7 separate regions of the Mus musculus genome follow, and all the other regions are linked to region 1. The links are chromatin contacts, called in public ChIA-PET, Hi-C and HiChIP or PLAC-seq maps. All regions are on one chromosome and are shown on one strand. Each heading gives the region's core, a stretch centred on a gene start, on an enhancer-like site or on the middle of the called end of the contact. The rest is flanking DNA. Distances are from core to core; before and after follow the strand shown.

Region 1 (3,042 bases), core at 146-2,645:
CTGTGGTGGAGACCGGCCAGCAACACAACCCCACTTAACCCACAATGGGCTCTGGAGTTTTCTTTACTGACACCTTGCGTGTCATTTCTTCCTCTTTGGTGCTGGAATTCTCGGGTTCCACAGAAGGCTCCGGGCTTATATTATTTCACTTGATCAGCAAGGTTCACCATCCCAGGTCTCTCTTGACCTTGAAGACTGGCAGTGGGCTACTTAGAACTTTTGGCTTCCTTTTTTTGTTTGTTTGTTTTTTGTTTTTCGAGACAGGGTTTCTCTGTGTAGTCCTGGCTGTCCTGGAACTCACTCTGTAGACCAGGCTGGCCTCGAACTCAGAAATCCGCCTGCCTCTGCCTGGGTGCTGGGACCAAAGGCGTGCGTCACCACGCCCCGGCGATGTGGCTTTCTTTTCTAAAACCCTTTGACTCGCTCAATTCACTTGTGCCTGGGGATTATAGTGACTCTTAACGGAATGTGTTCAAGGATGAAAAGACAGAACCAGTAGGACTGGCTGGTTGTTACTCAGTAGCCATCACATTCTGCTTCCTCCCGAGAGCTCAAATAGCCTGTAGCCCCGCCTGTGCAGGGGTGATTGACATTCATATGACCAGTGAGTAACTGGATATCGTGTGCATTTCAAAAGCTCCCTTAGCACCTATTCAAGAGTAACCTCGCGAATCAACAACGGGGGACCTGTGAGGCAAGGTCAGAGTTGTAGGCAGTGATCCTCGGTGCGAGGCCGGCCCCACAGCCCTCGTTGGGCACAGCTGGCAGCACTGTAGCTGTGAGAGTCAGTGGTCATTTCACGTGTGGCGCCAGTGGAGGTCCAGTGGCACAGGGACTTGAGTCAATTATTTTGTTTAGGTGGAGAGAACCGTGCATGTGGAGGCAGATGTTTCCCCAAGCAAGGGAAAACAGAATCTGGGTCACTTCTGTTCTCAGAGATTGCCAGTGAGAGGAGCTGAGCTGGTGGCCCATCCATCTTGCTTGGGAATGGCTTCAGTGTCCCCCAACCTGACCTCTCTCATCTGCAGTCAATTGAAGAACTGGTGAACGATCAGCCTTTGCTCTGGGGTCCCACTGTGCGTCCTCTGTTGCTGTCTCTGAGCTTACTTTTCATTTGCATGATGAGCATATTACATATAAATAGTAAAAATCACCATGGGACATCAGGACTTAAACAGGAAGCATGTATTGTGTCATACAGTCTTGTGTGTTGGGAATTTGAGACATCTTAGTGGGGTCGTTTCACTACAGTCTCTCTCGGACGAGGGAGAACGTCTACTCCGTCATTAGGAGATTTGGCTGGAGGTGGGGCTTAATTGCTTTCAGGTGTTCATGCCTCCGGCTGCTCGCAGAGACCTCACTTCCTCATCTCACGAGTCTCTCCACTACTGCCTCAGAGTCCTGTGACATGACCGCAAGCAACAGCAATGCGTGACAGCAAGACAGTAAACTTCTTTCTATACTCTAAGGTCAGCCTGACTCAAGGAAATGACTACCAGGAAGTCTAAGCTACCGTGGACCATCATGAACGCTATGAACACAGTGGACTAATATCAGTTCTGTTCATTGAATCCCAATGTTTTTCATTTGTTTGTTTTGAGACAGGGTGTCCTAGGCTGGCTTCAAACCGCTACTGCTCCCTGAGTGCTGGAACTAAACCACATTTGGTTTGTGCAGTGCTGAGGATGGAACTCGGGGCTCTGCTGGTAATAGACAAGCACTCTACCAACCGAATTACATCAACAGTCCCATTGTGAGGCTTTGTGTACATACTCTGTGTTAGACTCCCCCCTCCCCCCACTATGACACATAGTGAAATGTGTTCTGAGAGGAACAAATTAAAGAGAGAATTTGTTTTGGGTCACAGTTTCAGATGCTTAGTTCCTGACCCTTTGCCGTGTTTCTAGATCTTCAGTGAGGTGGAACACCGTGGTGGCAGGAGTATACGGCAGATACTGTTCACCCCATAGTGGCCAGAAGTCAAAGAAGGAGACAGGAAGGACACAAAGGGGAAGGGGTAAAAGATACATCCTTCAGGGGCACACCCTAAACGACCTGCTTCTCTTATCTGGATCCCACTTCCTGTTTTGGCTGTCTCCTAAGAATGCTCTCATATTACGAATCTACCAAGGAAGGAGTCCAGGATCTGAAGGTTCCAATTCCTTCTCAAATGCCCATTGTCTCGACACCTAAGATTCTGTAGTGTCTGTTTGTGGAAGGCATTTCGTATTCAAACCTTAAAGCCACTGCAGAGCAAACCCACAGTCAGAGGGTGTGGTTGCTAAAAACAGCCGCTAAGGGGACTGCTGGAGCTGGGCTCTGAGGAGGAAGTACCACAAAGGGCTCAGGGACAGACAACTAAGAAGTTTCGAAGCTAGTGTCTTCTAGCTTTCTCTGCTGTTTCCATGTGAACAAATTACGATGACTTAGGAAATCTTTCCATCGCACTTGAGTGCACACCAAAGGCTGGTTTTGATAATTCGTTAGTGTTCTCTCTAAATTTCAGGCATTCTAGAAGGTGTGGTCCAAGACGGAGACTGACACGTATTAGCACGGAGCTCCGAGACTCCAAAGGGATTGAGTGCACTTTGTGACTGTCAACAGGTTCCATTATCAAGACTTTGCAAGACTCCATGTAATTTCTCAAATCTTGTATTGATTCCTTAAAATAGTCACACAGAGGAAGTTTTATGAATTTTTGATGTTTTTGTAATGATAAAGTACTTTTTAAAAATAGAAAATGGGGTTTCTTTTTTGTAGCCCTGGACATCTGGAACTTACTATGTATATCAGGCTAGAATATGCATAAAATTTGATTTTGAGTTTTTCCTGGTTAATTTTTGCATACTCCTCTATAGTAATGTACTGATTATCCCAGCTGTGTAGTAAATTACTCCACATAATAGATATAATAGCACCCATTCTATTCTAATTATGGTTTTATAGAATAGGATTCAGGAAAGCTGGGCTGTTCACCTGTGGGATTTCCCCCTCTTTTCTGTCCTTGCGTCCCCTTTCCTTTTCTTCCCTTCCTGCCCTTTC
Region 2 (3,042 bases), core at 387-2,886, 220 kb after region 1:
TCACGTAGGCAATGACCCAAGCTTCTGACCTTCAGGCTAAACTCCTCCCCAGTTACCTAGCAACAGTAAAGACCATAAAAGGGGCTGTTAGGCCCCCACCTTGCACTCTTACTTCTTACTCTACTTGTCTCTCTTACTTCTTACCCCTCACTCTCACCTTCTCTCCTCTCTGTCTTCTTTTTTCTTCTCCTCTGTCTTCTGCTCTCCTTTCCTCTCTCCTCTCTCTTACTCTCTTTTTCTCTAGCCTTTCCTCTGTCTCTGTCTCTCTGTCTCGTCTCTCTATCTCTCTCTGTCTCTCTCTGTCTCTCTCTGTCTCTCTCTGTCTCTCTCTGTCTCTCTCTCTCTCTCTCTCTCTCTCTCTCTCTCTCTCTCTCTCTCTCTCCCTTCACTCTTTCTCCCTGCCTTTCTGTAATAAAGCTCTAAAACCATAGAATGTCTCTGCTCATCAAGGCCCACTGTACTTGGAGGATGGGACAGGATTTCTCCTAATGAGCAGTTTCTAATCTCCCATTAGAAGGCCTTCCTGTGCTCCAGTCAAGATCCACAGAACTCACTCTCGCAGGTGTTGGGAACCTCTTCCCTCATCCCTCTCTGGTGGCTTTAGCAAAGTAGCTCTGGGGTTCTCAGGTAGGGCTGCCCCTTGGCCACTTCCTGAAGAGTGGGTCAGAGGCTTGAATGCCCACCCAGGGCTGAGTGGAAAGTGTATGGCAGCTCTCCCACACCTGACAAACCAGAGAATAGGTAAAACTCTGGCAGGGTGTGGGTCTTTTCCTTTCCCCTCTTCCCCGGGCCTCTTTTTTGTTCCCAACAGCACATGACATGGGTAGACAACAAAACATCCACAGCCTTGTGATGGTATAAGAATGACAGGCCACTCAGTTCCTGCCTGCATCTTCCTCAGTGATCTGTTGTAAAAGAATGAAAAACAAAACAAAACAGACAAACAAAACCAAAAGACAAAAAAATACATTTTTCTTTACAGAAAAATGCATTTCTCTTTTTTTTTTGTTCCCATGTCTGTTCTCTTCAGAATGTATGAGACCAGCCTGTGGTTTAGAGAGTCTGGTTTCCTTGAGGCGGAGGTGTTTATTAAGAACCATTCCAGACGGTGTAGCTGAATCCTTTGAGAGGACAAGATGAGGGTCATTGACTCTAGGGTAGATAGGAATGGCTCAAATCATATCCTTGAAGACTCTGAAGCCTGTGAAAGTAATGATGTGCAACCCCTCACAAGTCTCAGAAACTGTCCCTGGAGATATCTGGCAGGGAAGAAGCAGAGCTTTCTAAATGTTCAACATGTTTTAGAATCTAAGACATCCATGTAGGCTGTAGCACAGACTGAGACTCTTTTCCTGTACAATTAGAATAAGTCATAATTTAATTTTATTATAAAAACTTTTGTAAAATGAGAATGTATCTAATTTTTTAATTTTAAAATATTGAAACATAAAACATTTTTATTAGAGGTTATCCAAACCCCATCAATCTTGGGTGTCCAAATAGACATCCAAGAAGAGGAAATAGAGTAAGAAAAATGGGGGCTGGGCAGATGTCTCAATCTCTGATCTTTTTGTTCACATTTTGTGGACAGAATAAAAAGCCAACCTAATGGTCTGGTGGAGAAATAGATACTGTGCCCTCACTGGACACATGACTTCCTCTTTCAGGTTGACGTGTCCCTGTGTGGTTTCTATAGTCTTACAAAACTGTGGCTTTATAAATTTTAGTTTTCATTTCTTATTTTTCAGAGTAAATAAAATTTGTAAGAAATCCAGATTGCCTTTTCTAATTATAAAGGATGCTATGAGAGCTGTTCAGGTGCTCTCTTCAGGACCAATACACTTACCACTCCCTTGGTTACTAGGCATGGAGCTACTGAGACCTGGAACTACCTGTCCAGGCTATAATGCTTCATAGTAAGTGGATGAATATGGAAGCTGATGGAAAGGCTTGGTTCAGAACATTCCTTAATGTGGTTGGACATTTACGGACTGTTCAGCTATATAAATAAGGACATAGAGACTCTGGTATATTTTTAAAGCTTAGGGTTTAACTTGGAGCTACCCCCCAGATCCTCTAACTTGACTATTTTTCCCATGTCCCACAATGACCTGTTGTGCCTCTCCGCTCATGTTCGCATCCATCCACCTCCAAATCATCTCCCTAAATTTCTGCTTCTGCTTTTTTCCCCCATTGTCCCTTTCTCTCTAACAGAAGTCCTACCTTCCACTTCATGCCAAGCTATTGGCCCTCAGATTTTTATTAAAACCAATCAGAGAATCCCTTAGGCAAGTGAGGAAGGACAGAGACACACCTTTACGCGGTGCACTCCAACACCTCAAGGCCATCTTATCTCTACTGTCCCTTATAGTATTAGTTGAACACTGGTTGTTACTACATTATGGCTCCTTCTATGCTACCTGATTCCTCATCCTGTCCCATAGGGAAGTCTCTAACTAACAAGCTTTCCATATACATGCTTCACACCCTCTTGGAGCTCTGGATCCCCAGGAATCTAAATGATCTGATTCTTGGTTTTAGTTTTTTACTTTCACTGAAAATTACAGATGTTGACAGGTGTTAAAATGTTACCACTTGGATTCTGTGGCATTTCCCCCCATGCTTCATCTCTATGTTACCAAAAAGTAGTTCTCCAAAACTCACAACACATGAATATTTATTCATGTAAACTTAAAGAACTAACCCGGCAGAAAACAGATTGTTTCCTAAAAGTAGTTTTGGTACTTTCCCCACTAAGGACCATAGACAATTAGAATAGATGCTATTTGAAAGTTTCACCATTGTGTATTTTTTTTAAAAATATTTATTTATTTATTTATTTATTTATTTATTTATTTATTTATTTATTATATGTAAGTACACTGTAGTGTGACTTCAGACACTCCAGAAGAGAGCATCAGATTTTGTTATGGATGATTGTGAGCCACCATGTGGTTGCTGGGATTTGAACTCAGGACCTTTGGAAGAGCAGTCAACTCTCTTAACCACTGAGCCAGCTCACCAGCCCCTGTATATTCTTTA
Region 3 (3,042 bases), core at 175-2,674, 210 kb before region 1:
TTCTCTGTGCAATGGATGGTGGCTACCACACAGCTCACAGCTTTTAGGTACAGAGAATAAATAGGCTTAGCCACAACTAAGATATACACTCAGGAGGCAGAGGCATAGATAGGCAAAGGCAAGTGAATCTGAGTTCAAGGTCAGGCTGGACTACAGAGAGGATTCCAATATAGACAGGACTAAACAGAGAAACCCTGTCTTGAAACAGCAACAACAAAAACTGTCTTCTAGACATGACAGAACTGCTGGCCTAGAAACTCACAACTGTGGTCACCTGCACAAAGGTGCCAATCAACAATCCAGCACAGAGACGGGGAGGGGTTTATGAGATCGCACTTCTAGCTGAGCAGTTACTGACGGCTGAAGATTTATGAAGGGCAGAGAGACAGTTTCTTTTAAGAGTGTGGCCCAAGGAAGGTGATGGTCCCACACACATGAGTATATGTGCAGCATAAATTGGACTAGGTAGGCTTAAAAAAAACAGGACAGGAAGTAAACAATAATTCTGGAAGATGCTAGGGGATTTAAAATACATTGTATGAATGTATAAAATCTTTAAAGGATAATTTTTTTTAAAAAAGAGTGAGCTTATTGCTTAAAGTGTTTATTTTATGTGCATTGTTTGACAAATCATCTACACCCGGTTTCCAAGTGTTATCACAATGACATAAAAGAGTAAGAACACAAACAAGTACTAACTTTTTTGTGAAGCCACTAGCGTAATTTTTTTTTTTTTTTCGTTTTTGACATCAGAAGCAGGACCAGTTCCTAGCTCAGGATGGTTTAAGAAATGGTCTGTTTTGTTTAGATGTATACAAAGTGACACTTACTAGGAATTGATTGCTGGGATATGTCAGCAACCCACTTGAGCTTCACTTTCAATAACTTCTCTATGCCCAGCTATTTAAATTAATTGTACGATGAAAGGTTGGATGGACTGGCGTTTTCGCTTCAGTTTTATCTGTCTCAAAGTAAGCCCGAACTCTAATACCCAAATGGTCGTCAGACGTCCAAACAAAGAAAACAGCACCGATAATTAGTCAGTTGTAAAATCAGGTGCTTCAGAAAATTAGATTCAACCAAGTTCACACAGAAAGTTGGAACCAGCCCGTCATTCTTCACCCTGGCAAATGTGTGCGGCTGTGTCGGCCAGGGCTTCCCAGACCACAGCCAAGGACGAGGCGACAAGGCCGGAGGAAGGCTTCAGCAAGAAGCTGTCCCCGCGGCTCGGCCGACGTGACTCCCTCCCCGGCGAGGCCCCGCTCGCTCGCTCGCTCGCTCGCCCTCCGCACCCCGGCTGGGCCTCTCCCGACCAGGACACTCACCATGGTGGCGGCGGATCCGACAGGAAACAGGGAGGCCGGCACCGGGGCCTGAGGAACGGAGGTTGTTTAGAAGCCGCGCGTTGCCAATGGGAACGGAGACACGTGGGCCCTCGCTTGCACGCTATCATTGGCTCTCAGTGTCACGTGACGGATGATGTTGCGTAACTGGCTAATTTCCGCGGGTACATTGGCTTTGAGATCCGGAAGTCCCACCTTTTCTTGCCACGCTAACCTGGGGCGGTGCCTGCCGTTGCCAATGGCAACAGAGAAATTTCCGGTCGGGGGTGGGGGGGGGGAGCTGAGCAGCGCCTTAGGTGCCAGCGTGTTTGCCTACAATCAGGACAGAAGTTGGGCTTTGGCACCGGGATCCAGAGCTGGTGGTTCCAGACCTCTGAGAAGAACAGGCTGAGTGAACAGGGCTTCAGCGTGACTGCATCCGGCTATCAAGCTCATGCTGGCCCTGGTGCACGCCCTTCCTCCATCTGCATTGTTTTATAACGCTGGCAGAAGAGAATAACTTTACCTTTTTGGAAAAAAAATGTGCAAAAACATAGGTTTATATAGAGTAGTGAATTAGAGAGACAAACACTAGATTCGCCAGGAGAAGGTTGTGGAATAACGTCCTGATCTCCCTGGCGGAAGTTTTCACTTATGAAGTCTAACTTGAGTCATTAGAATCTTCAAGTTTTGGGATAGGTAAAGATCCTTTCCAAATCTGTTGGTGATCTTTTTGTCTTATTGACGGTGTCTTTTGCCTTGCAGAAGCTTTGCAATTTTATGAGGTCCTATTTATTGATTCTCGATCTTACAGCGCAAGCCACTGCTGTTCTATTCAGGAATTTTTCCCCTGTACCCATATCTTCGAGGCTTTTCCCTACTTTCTCCTCTATAAGTTTCACTGTCTCTGGTTTTATGTGAAGTTCCTTGATCCACTTAGATTTGACCTTAGTACAAGGAGATAGGAATGGATCAATTCGCAATCTTCTACATGATAACAGCCAGTTGTGCCAGCACCATTTGTTGAAAAATGCTGTCTTTTTTCCACTGGATGGTTTTAGCTCCCTTGTCAAAGATCAAGTGACCATAGGTGTGTGGGTTCATCTCTGGGTCTTCAATTCTGTTCCATTGGTCTACTTGTCTGTCGCTATACCAGTACCATGCAGTTTTTATCACAATTGCTCTGTAGTACAGCTTTAGGTCGGGCATAGCAAACACAGAAGTGGATGCTCACAGTCAGCTATTGAATGGACCACAGGGCCCCCAATGGAGGAACTAGAGAAAGCACCCAAGGAACTAAAGGGAACTGCAACCCTATAGGTGGAACAACAATATGAACTAACCAGTACCCCGGAGCTCTTGTCTCTAGCTGCATATGTAGCAGAAGATGGCCTAGTCGGCCATCACTGCAAAGAGAGGCCCATTGGACTTGCAAACTTTATATGCCCCAGTACAGGGGAACGCCAGGGCCAAAAAGGGGGAGTGGGTGGGTAGGGGTGGGGGTGGGTGGGTATGGGAGACTTTTGGTATAGCATTGGAAATGTAAATGAGCTAAATACCTAATAAAAATGAAAAAAAAAATCTTCAAGTTTAACCGTTGTTCCAAAGTGATGACTACCTCTATGGTCGCCTTGCCTTTAACCCCAGCACTTGTAAAGCAGGGGCAGAAGGACCTCTGTGAGTTCAAGGCCACCCAGGGCTTCATAATGAAGCCCTGTTT
Region 4 (3,042 bases), core at 401-2,900, 190 kb after region 1:
AATGACTTCATGAAATTCGCAGGCAAATGGATGGAACTTGAGAATATCATCCTGAGTGAGGTAACCCAATTGCAAAAGAAAACACATGATGTGCACTCACTGATAAGTGGATATTAGCCCAAAAGCTCCACATACAGAATTATAACATTTGTCTAGCAGCAGTGAAGAGATCTACCTAAGAAAATGATTTTAAAACATTAAGATTTTAAATTGTGTTTATTTTGAAAATATTACTGAGTGTGTAATTAAGAGATTGCTGTTTATTTTGTTGTGGTTTGTCTATAAACATGCTGTGAGTGCCCCCTATTGCTACCAAATTCAGGCCTGGACATTTACCACATAGAAAATTAATCATCAGGAGACACACATTGGTAGAAAGAAAACAGTCTTTATTAAAGACACCATTCACCCAAAAGGAAGCAAACTGACACCTCAACTCCCTGCTTCCAAGTTTTTGGGGAAAATGTGAATGACTGGTTATGTATAGAATTTGCATTCCCAGGAACTTGAATCAGACAATCCCAGGCTAGCCAGAGTTATTAATCTACTGGTTGTGGTCTAGACTTACCTTGCATACAAGATGTTCTGGAGTGCAAAGAGAAAGCCATATCTTGGGAATGAGGAGTAAGAATAAAGCAAAATGGAGTTACTGAACGCAATAGCCTGTTATAACAAACCATGAAGTGACTATTGTTATTTAGCCTAACACACTGGCTGCAGAAGTCTTGTGTCTTGCAGGGTCTCTTGTGTCTCATTGGCAGCTCTGTGCTGTTATTAGCTCCGCTGTCATTTCTTGATGTTTTTAAAAATTCCACCAACCACCCAGCTGATCTGATATAGTCACATATATGGCATTATTATATTATCCTAAATTTTATCATGCACTTCTCTTTGTTGTTCCATGAAAAATCCTTCACGGCTCCAGATAAATTATGTTCTTGGATTGAGACGCTCTGTTACCTTCAAATCTGGTATAGAATAGATACTCATAAGTGCCTATGCAAAATGTGTAATTTTGTATGTCACTTGTTACCAGATACATGAGGGAAAAAAAGAAATATGTTTAGTTTTCAGGAAAACATATGGTAAACCTGTTTGATAGCAGTTGTTTTAGTTTACACTGAAGAGTCACACAGAGCAGTAAAAATTATGTGTGTGAAATGTAGGACAGCGAGAGGAAGATGAGTAAAAGAAGTAGCAAGATTGGTGTCTGGGATAAAGCTCCCATCTCACTTTAAATTGGCTGGAACTTACTTTAATCAAGAGCAACTACGAGAAGAATAAATTCTCTTGCCATTTTGGCTTTACCAGTGAGAAGCAGAGATATTGCATGCACTACTTGTCTCTTAGACAGTGACTCTCTTGACTCAAATGTGGGCTTTAATTAATGGATATAAGTGTTCTTCTGTCATTAATACCCTTTAATTTTTCTGATTTCCAACGAAGTGTGTAGTTGGATGAGCAGAGAACATAAGTAAAAGAGTCTGAAGAAGGAAACTCCTCAAAAAACTTTCAGTCCAGAGCTGCCTTCTATTTTCTACTCTAAGTGCAACTTTAAAGAAAAAAAAAGAAGAACTGATCTGACACCCCCAACCCTGAACACTACGTAATACCTTTTCTCATTAAACTCCACCCTCTCTGCAAGAAACTGTGTTTCTTACTTTATACTGTCTTCATGTTAGATTTGTACAGCTCTCCTAGCCAGAGGAGGTGAGACATCCGTTCCCCCTACAAGAGACTCTGGTAAGTCACCTCTCAGCCCTTGCTTGACTAGTTAGCTCAGCTTCCTTGATGAGTAAAAACTTTAACAGGAAATCCTGAGAGGACATCTGTCAGCACCAGGTGCTCACAGAATTATCTGAAAATATAATCTTTAAGATACAGGAAAGTTAAGAATTTAGGATATGTTTCAGCATGTGATGTCATCAAATATCTGAAACATGATTGTGAATGAAATATTTAAAAAGAGAATTTTTTAAAGCAAGCAAATCCTTACCTTTTAAAAATAGCTTCTAGAACAATGCTATTGGTTGAAATCTGGTTTGATAATCAGCTGAAAAGAGGTGAAATCTTTCCATGGGTCACGTGTATATCCTTGAACATGTGTGTACCAGAAGCTCTAAGTTTCTTGTGCTCTCTTGTTCTCTCTTTCTCTTCTTGCCCTGACTGTCTCCAAGAAAATAGAGAAACCTAAAAATTGTCTAAGGTCACAAACATCAAAGTTTCTACAGCACACTTAGTAGAAAATTCTTGTTCTGGCTTAGCCTTGAAGGTGTGACTTTTTTTTGGGGGGGTGCTTCTCTTTGCTACCTAAATGGGAAGTATGAAGAGCTTTAGAGAACTAAGTAAAAAAAAAAAAAAGTTTGAGGAATTTAAACAGGGCAAGCCAGTTGGTTGAAGAGGCTAGACAGTGAATATCACCCATGGAGATGAAAGAATCATTTTCTACTTGATAATCTCTTCTACGTATATGAGAACTTTTGATGGTGGAAACTCAGGAAGCAGAAATAACTTTAGAGAAAAAATGAGGATGGTCTACTTTAATTACTGATGCTATATTCTATGACACTGTTTGAGTGTTTGGACATTACATCATTTTATCCTGACTACAGAGAAGCACCCTTGTCAGAAGCCATCCAGGAAAGGCTGAGGCTAGCAGGTGGCCTTAATGGAGGCGGCCCATCTTTTAGCATGGACAAAGCTCTAAGAGGCAAGGTCCCAAAGAGACTTGGGTTTAGGATTGCTTCTTGCAGCTGAGAAGCCTTTTCCTATCACTTCACATAGCCTAAAAGTTCGTGGGTATCAGCCCACCATATTGGTCAGATTTCTTGCACATCAACATAAAGATGAACTTTCATGAATTAACTAATGCTGTTTAGGTGAATTAATGACTTTATAGAGTTCCTGATTTGATTTAAATAATCTTAGGAAGAAATTTTTAAAAGATGGTTTTAGTTGTTTGCTAGAAAGATGTAATAAAGTTAAAATCAAGAATAGAATGTACCCACTCCTCATAATAGTAAGTAAGGCTGCATAATAAGA
Region 5 (3,042 bases), core at 202-2,701, 170 kb before region 1:
CACAGATTGTTTCTCTGCCAGTACTGATGTTTGCAGAAATCCCTACAGGTTGGCACCATGGAAAAAAGGTTGAGGCTGTGGGATAGATAAGGGATGTCTAGTTTTTATTTAAAGAATGTAAACAAGTATATAATTGTGTTATTTTTCATTTTTAAAAGCTCCCGAGTATTAAAAGCCTGGTAAATAATTTTAAGGTAAATTTTAAGTAACAAAGGCAGTATGATGTTAGCAAAAGAACAGAAAATGTAAATCCAGGGAACAGAAACAGAGAGTCCTGTGTTAGATCTACAGAAATAGAGCCCCCTGGTCTCTGACAAAGGATTAGAGGCAGTACCAGAGAAAATATGGCTTTTCGGCACTTGGTACTAATTAATTAAATATCCATACCCACGGTGAGTTCAGAAATGGAAATTGGACCAAAAGTTAAAATAGATCATAAATACAAATGTAAAATGCAAAACCACAAAAGTCATTTGACAGCACAGAAGAAAAGCTCATGGCCTTGTGATTGAGACAACTCTGTAGATAGAACACCAAAGGAACTGTGCGAGAGAGAAGTCACTGAGAAATTGGATCTCATTAAAATAAAAATAAAGTTGGACAGTGGTGGCGCACACCTTTAATCCCAGCACTTGAGAGGCAGAGGCAGGATGATCATTATGAGTTCGAGGCCATCCTGGTCTACACAGAGAATCCATGTACTGAAAAACCAACCAATCAATCAACCAACCAACCAACCAACCAAACAAACAAACAAACAAAAAACCTGGGTATCACTGGGAACCTGAGCAGTTTCATGGACTTCCCAAAGTTTGACAATGGCCAAAAACAAATTAAAATGGCAGAAGTCCAGGAATGTATTTCACATAGTCAGCCAAAAATCCTTCAAGGTTAAAAAAACGAGGTAAAACTACTAGTATTAAGAAGATAAACAATATGAAGGTTCAAAAGTTAACAGAGTGAACAGGGCTTTTGTAAATATACTGAAGGAACTTGCAAACTTTTCAAAGGCCTTTCTTTTAAATCTATGCAGAAAGAGCGGCAGCACCATGAAAACAAACCAGTTAATATTGACAAAGCAGCAGGGCAGAGTTGAGGGAGAAAACTGTGTCAGGGAAAGACATGCCAGGATTTTCTGAAACTTTGGCAAATCTTGTCTATGAATTAAAAATTATAAATAAAATAATTTACCACACCAGATCTCACTGCACAATTAGCTTCCTCATTGTGAATGTTCCCAGCTTCGCTTGCAGCGATGCAAGCCCCGAATACACCCATGCCTCCTCACATGTTCAGTGACGGGACAGCTGCAGCCTAGGCTGCCAGTGGCATCCATGCCTTTGGGTAGCCACAAAGATCTATAATTCACCTACTTGCTTCTAGTATCTGTGGTGAAACCTGGGGGTTGTGTTTTTAATTTTCTGTTGCTTCAGACACAGCTGCCAGTGATCTACTGAAAGTGGAACAAACTCAGTACTGGGTGTGGTGGCCCATACCAGTAATCCCTGGGGAGGTGGAGGAAGGAGAACAGTGAGTTTAAAACCATCTTTTGCTATATGGTAAGAGCCTGTTTCAAAAATTGAAAGAAGGAAGGAAATAAGGAAGAAAGGAAGAAAAGAAAGGGAACACAAGAGAAGAAATATGATGATATCTGTTACACAAATCCCTCTTTGCCTTTCTGGCTTTGAATAAAATTATATCCCAAGGTAGCTGACCTCATATCCTGAAATAGTCAGTTCCTCCTGTTTCTTTGGCTCTTTCCCCTCTCTGTACCCCATATTGGTCTTTCTCATTTGCGATTTGCCAAGTTTCTCCCTCTGTTGGGAGCAGTTAATTCATTTTTCACATTAGTCAGAATTTCATGTAATTGAGGTCTTAAAAACGTCACCTCTTTAGAACTGGCTTAAGTTTAAATGTGCTTGTGACCACTTAGGTAGATCATATAAGTCTAGCTGACCTGTTTGCAGACACTAATGTGCCCACCTTAGCAACAGTCTCAATAAGCTTAGGGTGCCAACAACTCTCTGGAACAGAGAAACTGAAGAGAGCTCTTTTTCCCCCACTAGTCTCACAGCTCACCTGCTTCAAACACAAACCTGCAGTAGACTAGGCTGGCACTCTTCCCCCTTATCAATATCCAGTGTTCTGTGGTGGTAGTAAGATTCAGTCAGTTGAACTCTTAACCTTTCTCACCCCCAGGGCTTCCAACACCTCAGTTAGGCCACATCCAATGCTGCGAACACCACTGTCTGCTAACCAACTTCCCTTCATGTCCATGTCCCCTCTACTAAAGGTACTAAAGGTTGCAGCCTCTCAGCAATCTTGCTGTCTCTGATGAAGCACTTGCCACCCCGTGTGTCACTTAGCCACATGTTTCCAGTCCCTGCAGGTTACAGATCCCACTGTTGATGTGCACGTGCACATGTGGTTACTGCCTCTGTCTCTGGCCATTACCTCCAGCCTGGCTTCCCAAACAGAGGCTAGGCAGGGCGGATAACCCACTTGTTCTCAATTTTTTTCCTGCTAATCAAATGAAGAGTCTGGGCATTCTAGGAATGCTAGCTACTAGGGAAAGTCAGCCCCAGCTCTGACCTTTTGGGGGAAAGAGAGGCTCTCTTCAGTTTCTCTGTCCCAGAGAGAAAAGCCCTGGTTAGTTGGCACCTTAACCCTATTGAGGCTGTTGCTAAGGTGGGCGCATTAGTGTCTACAAACATATCATCTAGACCTATATGATCTACCTAAGTGGTCACAATCACGTTTAAATTTAAACCAACTGCAATCATACACACACACACACACACACACACACACACACATCTATCTATCTATCTATCTAAAATTTTTATTTATTTATTTATATTTGGTTTTTCCACACAGAGTTTCTCTGTATAGCCCTGTCAGTTCTGGAACTCTGGAACTCTGTAGGTCAGGCTGACCTTCAACTCAGAGATCTGTCTGCCTCTGCCTCCTGAGTGCTGCGATTAAAGGCTTGCACTACCACACTTGGCTTAATTTTTTTTTTAAAAGACCAGTTTCTCACTC
Region 6 (3,042 bases), core at 158-2,657, 160 kb after region 1:
TCAGGCCTCTTTTAATAAATTTTCCTTGTTTAATTTCTCTGGTAAGAACTTCCAGGGCTATATTAAGTAGTGTTGGTAAAGTGTACATTCTCGTCTTATTTCCAGTCTTTTTATAGTCTTTAAAAGTATTTTAAATATATATTTTTAGATAAGATTTCACTATTTAACCCTGACTGGTCTGTAACTGCTAGGTAGAGAAAAGTAGCCTTGAACTCATAGAGATCCACCTGCCTTTGCCTCCCAAGTGCTAGAATTAAAGGCAAGGACCACGACTTATTCTTTCTTATATTATTAAGGTAAAAAGATTTCAGTAGTTTGAGAAGAAAGATTATTAATGAGCAACAATGCTTAGAGAGCAGAAAGGGGAAAAGGAAGATGAGAAACTGTAGCAGGTATATGGGTAGAAATGTGTGCTGCACATTGTTTAAAATTTTAATAGTTATTAAAATGACAAAAAGGATCGATGAAAATGAATCATTGTACAGAACAGGCAAAAATATTTACTGAATTCTTTGAATATTTATGAATTCAAAACTGAAAATCATAAAATGAAGTGAATATTTTTATTCCAATGAATGACTTACCTAGAAACCCTATCAGTGATTATAAACTATACAAAAAACTACAAACACAGCCGGGCGTGGTGGCGCATGCCTTTAATTCCAGCACTCGGGAGGCCGAGGCAGGCAGATTTTTGAGTTCAAGGCCAGCCTGGTCTACAAAGTGAGTTCCAGGACAGCCAGGACTATACAGAGAAACCCTGTCTCAAAACAAAACAAAACAAAACAAAACAAAACAAAACAAAACAAAACAAAACAAAACAAAACAAAAACCAAAAAAAAACCCAAAACAAAACAAAAAACTACAAACAAACATAAAAAGTAAAAAGTGACACCTTAAATCAGAAGCTTTGAAATAATGGTCCCATCATGTATTGAAGTGTCTTCCACTGGGGACTTGGTCTTAAGAAGCCAAGTAAAAATTATCCATGGCACATTTGTTGAAAGATAGAAAATTGATCCAAAAATACAGAGAGGGAACTGAAACATTTCACAGAGGGTAGGGCTCCAGAGTAAAAATTGAAAGAGGAAGATAATATTATAGAAAAGGAAGAACAGAAACTGAGCTGTTTTCCAAATGTGTATTCCTTGTCCCTGAGTATCCCATTAAGAAACAAAGTGGAAATGGTCCATGAGTAGCAGCACAAAGAAAAAGAATTCTCTGCACTTTTCCAGTTAAGAATTCAAGTATCCTTCACGGGAGAGTAGTGCAACTTCTTTATTAAAAGAAAATGTAAACGTGAAAATATTAATTAAATTAGAAATGGATGTTTTGTTTGTTTCTGTCTCCTTGCCTTCCATCTCAGAGACTGACACTAGGCTAAATGACCTCTGACGCCTTCCCTGGGTTAGAAGAGATACAGCTAGAATTGCTCTTGTCTGATAACTGTCTTATGCTCCTTCTGCTGGGCTCACATCAAGATGATTGGTTATTTATAATGAATTTACTGCTCCTCCAAAGGACCTTGTTCAGTTCCCAGAACACCATGGTTTTGCTTAGTATCAGCTTCACATCTAAGCCTATGAATCTCGGTACCAAAGCAGAAGACTTGACTGCCAGTTTATAAAGAGTGTACTTTTTAAGCCATATTTTATTTTTTTCAGTTTTTGTTACAGATTTTATTTTTAAATTATTTTCTTTATTTCTTTCTTTCTTTATTTATACTCCAAAAGTTGCCCCCTTGCTGGTCCCCCCTCCCAGAGTTCTTCATCTCATCCCCCATTCTGAGAAGGTGCTATCCTACCTGTCCACCCCCTTACCAGCCCACCTCACGCCCAGCAGCATCCTTCTTCCCTGGGGCATCAAGATTCCGCAGGATTAAGTGAATTCCCTCCCACTGAGGCCAGACAAGGCAGTCCTCTGCTACACAAATGCTCAGGGCCACAGCCCACCCACATATGCTCCTTGATTGGTAGCTTAGTCTCTGGGATCTCTGAGAAGTCTGGGTTAGTTGATAGTATTCTACTTCCTATGGGGTTGCAATCTCCCTCAGGTCCTGCAGTCCTTCCCTGAACTCTTCCATAGAGGTCCCAGACCTCAATCCAATGATTGGTTGTAAGTATCTCCATTTGTCTCAGTCAGCTGCTGGTAAAGCATCTCAGAGACAGCCATGCCAGTCTTCCATCTGCAACCGTAATATGACATCAATAATAGTGTCAGGGTTTGATGCCTGCGCATGGGATGGATCCCTAGTTGGGCTGGTCACTGAGTGGCCTTTCTTTCAGTCTCTGCTCCAGTTTTTGTCCCTGCATTTCCCTTAGGCAGGAAAAATTCTGGGTCAAAAATTTTGAAGATGGGTGGATGCCCCCTGACTCAACTGGAGGCCATGTCTATCTACTGGAGGTGGTCTCTTCATGTTCAACCACTACACTATATTGGGTATTTCAGCCAACGTCATCCCCATTGAATCCTAGGAGCCTCTCACACCCCAGATCTCTCAGACTTTCTACAGGTATCCCCTCCTCCTACCTCCCACCCCACACTGCTGCATATTTCCATTCATGTTCCTGGCCCTTCAGGAGACAGGTGGAAACCAGACATGGAAAAGAGGACTCTTCATTTGGCTCAGGTTGGCTGAGATTAAAGCAGAAAGAGTCTGACCCCAGAATCCATGTGCTTGTCTCTCTCTCTCTCTCTCTCTCTCTCTCTCTCTCTCTCTCTCTCTCTCTCTCACACACACACACACACACACACACACACACACGCATTCACAAGCACACACATCAGGAATGGAAAATGCATGTCATATTTGTGATAGAAAGACTGATAAACACACATCACATCAGCACCACGCTGTTTGTAGCCATGAGAGTGAAGGTACCACTGTTCTCGTCAATGTCCATCTAACAAGGCATCGATGCACAAAGCAGCTTGGGGGCCACCTAGACTCCAGGGAGCCAAGGATGGTCTTCCACAGAATTCACTGAGGGAGGCAGATGGGCCTTTGTGATGTGCCAAGCTAAACGCGCATGGCTCACATGT
Region 7 (3,042 bases), core at 404-2,903, 140 kb after region 1:
GCAGTGTCAGGATCAAGGGAAAGGGGCAGGAAAGATTGCCAGATGGCCATAAAAATGAATGGAAATCTGCAACTGACAGGGTAGGGGCATCTCCAGGATGTGACAGAGACCAGGAATAAGGGAGGTGCCCAAGAATCAATGAGGCTGATCTTAGCTGTGACCCACAGCTTTGAGGATATGGAACCTGAAGCCAAGCAGAAACCTCAGTGGCATGAAAGGGACATCAACTCACCAACAAAACTTTCGACCCCAAATTTATCCTGTGTACAAGAAATGCAGGAACATGGGATGGAGCAGAAACTGAGGGAATGGCCAACCAATAACTGACCCAACTTGAGACATAACCCACAGGCAAGCGCCAATCCCTGACACTTAATGATACTGTTATTCTTGCAGACAGGAGTCTATCATGGCTGTCCTCTGAGATGTTTCACCCAGAAGCCAACTCAGGCAGATTAAGACACCCACAGACAAACAGTGGATAGAGCTTTGGGGACTCTTATGGAAGAATGGGGGAAAGATTGCAGGCCTGAAGGGAATAGGAACTCCACAAGAAGTCCAACAGAGTCAACTGATCTGAACCCTTGAGGTTTTCAGAGACTGAACCACCAACCAAAGATCATACACAGGCTGAGCCTAGGCCTCCCTGAACATATGTAGCAGATGTGGTTTCCAAGCAACTACAACTGGAGCTGTTACCTGTCTACAGAATATGTTCTAGCTGGGCTGCCTTGTCTGACCTCAGTGGGAGAGGAAACACCTAGCCCCTCAGAGATGTAATGTGCTAAAATGGAGTTTGGGAGGGGATACACAGGGGGACGTCACCTGATCAGAGAAGGGGGGAGGATGGAAGGAAGGTTTGTGGGAGGAGTGAAAAAAGAGAGGCAGTAGATGGGACACAAAGTGAATAAGTAAAAGATAAATTAAATTTAAAAAGAAAAGAAAAAAGAACATACTTTTTGAGACTAGACAGTCTTACATCTCTTTCTTTGTAGTGTTTCAGTTCTCAGCATGAACAAATTCATTACTGAAAGAGATACAAATTGGGTAATTTCATAATTTTAGAACAAGAAAAAATAGATGTTGGATACATTACTAAATGTATGCTACAAACCAGTTCCTTATTCCTGGTATTGGAGTAATAACTTCCTTTTTTTTCATTTAATTATGCTTTGTGAAGGCCGAGGTCTAAACAGAATCTACTTCAGGTGGGATACCTTACTAGTAGGCTCATTCCAAGAGTGTTTAAAGCTGAAGATATCAGAGTCATATAGCAAAGTGTTTTCATATTTCTCATGATTCTGACGGTTTAGATTAAGTCCTTGACATAAAAGGAGTGGGAGGTCAGAGGAAGTGAGTCATTTCTGCTCAAAGCAAGTTGTGGCTTCTAGTAAGGAAGGGCAAAATGAGCACCTCCCTTCTGTGGCATGTAAGATATATGGATCTGAGGATATAGAACTCACAAACATTGGAATATAATGGGACTAAAGAAGGAGAGGTTTGTGTTATGGATGGGGAGAGACATGCCTCTTCTCCAAATTCCCTCCCATCCCAATCACAACAGCAGCCTTGTTTCTTGTACCCTGAAAAAGGAACCCATGTGGGCCACAGGTAGAGCAAGCAAGCAATCAAAGTTATTTTGGCAGCTGAGAAAGCAAAAGCAAAGTATACTCCTGAAAATGGAAGGCAGATTCAGCTGAGCAGCAATGGGTAGACCTGGCTGTGGAAGCCTTTGTCCATCATTTCTATTCCCCTTGTTTATTCCTTGGGCTGTTGGTGGTGGTTTCCTTCCTAGAATAGGTGGAGACTTTCTTAGAAGCCAACTTACTCACAATTCAGTATGTTACAATTGGATGTAGTAGTATGTATAAAGGTGTAACTATCTATAAAGTAAAAAAAATGTTTTCAGAAAGTACAACACTGTTCCTGGCAGGTGTTCCTCACAGGTCTTTCATGGGAGCTGGAGCCTGATGAGACTAACTTTGCTCTTTTTAATTGGAGCCCTAGTTTTCACCTTCCCTCTTTTCTTGTCAACATGGCTGTACTATACCAGGTATAACCCATCTTATTTATCTTCCATGTTGTTTCCAATATTTTGGTTTTACCCTAAAATCTGGTTTTACCTTAATAGTTGTGGATGACACTGCTGTGTTATAGGCCCTGGCATGTGTGGTAGTTTGAATATGCTTGGCCCAGGGAGTGACACTATTAGGAGGTGTGGCCTAGTTGGATTAAATGTGTCATCGCGGGTATGGGCTTTAAGACCCTCACCAGTTATGCCTGGAAGCCAGTCTTCTGTTTGCCTTGGGAAGGAAATGTAGAACTCTCAGCTCCTGCTTGAACACTGCCATGCTCCTGCCTTGATGATAATGAACTGAACCTCTGACTTTGTAAATCAGCCCCAACCAAATGTTGTCTTTTATAAGAGTTGCCTTGGTCATGGTGTCTGTTCACAGCAGTAAAACACTAAGACAATATGTCAAAGGAAGATGAATTTCTCTTTTTACTACAGAACACATGAGTATGCTTTGTACGCTTGTAATATTAGTTTATTTGAAGATTAGTTTATTTGAAGATTAGTTTATTTGAAGATTAGTTTATTTGAAGACAGGAAGATCATGAGTTCAAGGCTAGCCAAGGATACCCTATCTCAAAGAAAAAACCCCAACAATAACAAAAAGATTATGTATCAAAACTTTTCCTTTGTTTCCTTTGAGTTATAGATTATGATCATGGAAAAAGCATAAAAGACAGATCTTGGAAAAGTATCAACTAGGCATTTCAAAATACTTGTGAAAACTTTTAATGGATACACATTCTTTTTTCTATGCTGGTTTAACAGATATTGATCTGAATAAATCTTTTATATGAATCTATAAGTGAGAAAAGCCTGTGCTTTCTTTGAGCTGCTATTCAAGTCTCCCATCAACATTGAGATGCTAACCTATTCATTCACATTATCTTTTTTCCCCAAGTTTCCCACGGATGGAAACTATCATACTCACCTGACTCAGACAGAGCACCTGACTCAGTGTAACTAGT

The links. A called contact is a pair of places that touch in the nucleus more often than the background predicts. ChIA-PET counts read pairs in DNA pulled down with a chosen protein or histone mark. HiChIP or PLAC-seq counts read pairs in DNA pulled down with a chosen protein or histone mark.
Region 2: an H3K27ac HiChIP or PLAC-seq map of microglia shows a contact between it and region 1, with 10 times the contacts expected there. The contact joins two enhancer-like sites. A contact is called at or near these places in 2 of 15 datasets of contacts at CTCF or cohesin (CD8 T cells and stem cell-derived epiblast-like cells), 5 of 484 Hi-C or Micro-C datasets (ECoMG myeloid progenitors, bone marrow-derived macrophages, cortical neurons and 1 more), 29 of 115 datasets of contacts at active chromatin or transcription factors (the 230-238 cell line, CD8 T cells, the NIH/3T3 cell line and 20 more) and 2 of 9 other capture datasets (bone marrow-derived macrophages and macrophages).
Region 3: a contact with region 1 is called in an RNA polymerase II ChIA-PET map of memory CD8 T cells, with 151 read pairs. The contact joins the promoter of Lztfl1 here to the enhancer-like site in region 1. A contact is called at or near these places in 5 of 115 datasets of contacts at active chromatin or transcription factors (bone marrow-derived macrophages, effector CD8 T cells, memory CD8 T cells and 2 more) and 2 of 9 other capture datasets (adipose tissue and liver).
Region 4: a contact with region 1 is called in an H3K27ac HiChIP or PLAC-seq map of microglia, with 10 times the contacts expected there. The contact joins the promoter of Ccr5 here to the enhancer-like site in region 1. A contact is called at or near these places in 3 of 39 promoter capture datasets (the C10 cell line, Sertoli cells and hippocampal neurons), 7 of 15 datasets of contacts at CTCF or cohesin (CD8 T cells, hippocampal excitatory neurons, large pre-B cells and 4 more), 23 of 484 Hi-C or Micro-C datasets (the C2C12 cell line, CD4 T cells, CD8 T cells and 15 more), 60 of 115 datasets of contacts at active chromatin or transcription factors (the 230-238 cell line, CD8 T cells, DN3 thymocytes and 40 more) and 6 of 9 other capture datasets (adipose tissue, bone marrow-derived macrophages, embryonic tail and 3 more).
Region 5: an H3K4me3 HiChIP or PLAC-seq map of bone marrow-derived macrophages shows a contact between it and region 1, with 4 times the contacts expected there. The contact joins two enhancer-like sites. A contact is called at or near these places in 1 of 484 Hi-C or Micro-C datasets (CD8 T cells) and 4 of 115 datasets of contacts at active chromatin or transcription factors (CD8 T cells, the SCID.adh cell line, bone marrow-derived macrophages and 1 more).
Region 6: an H3K4me3 HiChIP or PLAC-seq map of bone marrow-derived macrophages shows a contact between it and region 1, with 3 times the contacts expected there. The contact joins two enhancer-like sites. A contact is called at or near these places in 2 of 15 datasets of contacts at CTCF or cohesin (CD8 T cells and large pre-B cells), 2 of 484 Hi-C or Micro-C datasets (Th2 cells and bone marrow-derived macrophages) and 10 of 115 datasets of contacts at active chromatin or transcription factors (the 230-238 cell line, CD8 T cells, the SCID.adh cell line and 6 more).
Region 7: a contact with region 1 is called in a Hi-C map of Th2 cells, with 3 times the contacts expected there. The contact joins two enhancer-like sites. A contact is called at or near these places in 2 of 15 datasets of contacts at CTCF or cohesin (CD8 T cells and large pre-B cells), 9 of 484 Hi-C or Micro-C datasets (CD4 T cells, CD8 T cells, Th1 cells and 4 more) and 14 of 115 datasets of contacts at active chromatin or transcription factors (the 230-238 cell line, CD8 T cells, the SCID.adh cell line and 9 more).

What each region holds. Positions count from the first base shown.
Region 1 is chr9:123,926,841-123,929,882 of GRCm38.p6, forward strand. It overlaps Gm51701 (a long non-coding RNA gene), which reads left to right. Exons shown (of 2, transcript XR_003948284.1): 2 at 1-1,866. Among named protein-coding and RNA genes, the nearest start is that of Gm51701, 3.2 kb to the left of the region's middle. Within about 2 kb of position 1,396, at least 175 of the 459 cell types and tissues checked have an H3K27ac peak or open chromatin away from gene starts, as enhancers often do. A contact at or near this core is called in the 230-238 cell line, CD8 T cells, DN3 thymocytes and 21 more, where this site is marked.
Region 2 is chr9:124,142,220-124,145,261 of GRCm38.p6, forward strand. No RefSeq gene overlaps it. Among named protein-coding and RNA genes, the nearest start is that of Ccr5, 22 kb to the left of the region's middle. Within about 2 kb of position 1,637, at least 67 of the 459 cell types and tissues checked have an H3K27ac peak or open chromatin away from gene starts, as enhancers often do. A contact at or near this core is called in the 230-238 cell line, CD8 T cells, ECoMG myeloid progenitors and 3 more, where this site is marked.
Region 3 is chr9:123,716,201-123,719,242 of GRCm38.p6, forward strand. It overlaps Lztfl1 (leucine zipper transcription factor-like 1), which reads right to left and starts at 1,425. Exons shown (of 10, transcript NM_033322.3): 1 at 1,326-1,425. The coding sequence starts at 1,328.
Region 4 is chr9:124,119,893-124,122,934 of GRCm38.p6, forward strand. It overlaps Ccr5 (chemokine (C-C motif) receptor 5), which reads left to right and starts at 1,651. Exons shown (of 2, transcript NM_009917.5): 1 at 1,651-1,743.
Region 5 is chr9:123,761,695-123,764,736 of GRCm38.p6, forward strand. Gm17021 (a long non-coding RNA gene) reads right to left here. Exons shown (of 2, transcript XR_380030.3): 2 at 3,013-3,042. Among named protein-coding and RNA genes, the nearest start is that of Ccr9, 4.0 kb to the right of the region's middle. Within about 2 kb of position 1,452, at least 57 of the 459 cell types and tissues checked have an H3K27ac peak or open chromatin away from gene starts, as enhancers often do. A contact at or near this core is called in CD8 T cells, the SCID.adh cell line and bone marrow-derived macrophages, where this site is marked.
Region 6 is chr9:124,089,559-124,092,600 of GRCm38.p6, forward strand. No RefSeq gene overlaps it. Among named protein-coding and RNA genes, the nearest start is that of Ccr2, 11 kb to the right of the region's middle. Within about 2 kb of position 1,408, at least 7 of the 459 cell types and tissues checked have an H3K27ac peak or open chromatin away from gene starts, as enhancers often do. A contact at or near this core is called in bone marrow-derived macrophages, where this site is marked.
Region 7 is chr9:124,067,213-124,070,254 of GRCm38.p6, forward strand. No RefSeq gene overlaps it. Among named protein-coding and RNA genes, the nearest start is that of Ccr2, 33 kb to the right of the region's middle. Within about 2 kb of position 1,654, at least 112 of the 459 cell types and tissues checked have an H3K27ac peak or open chromatin away from gene starts, as enhancers often do. A contact at or near this core is called in the 230-238 cell line, CD8 T cells, the SCID.adh cell line and 8 more, where this site is marked.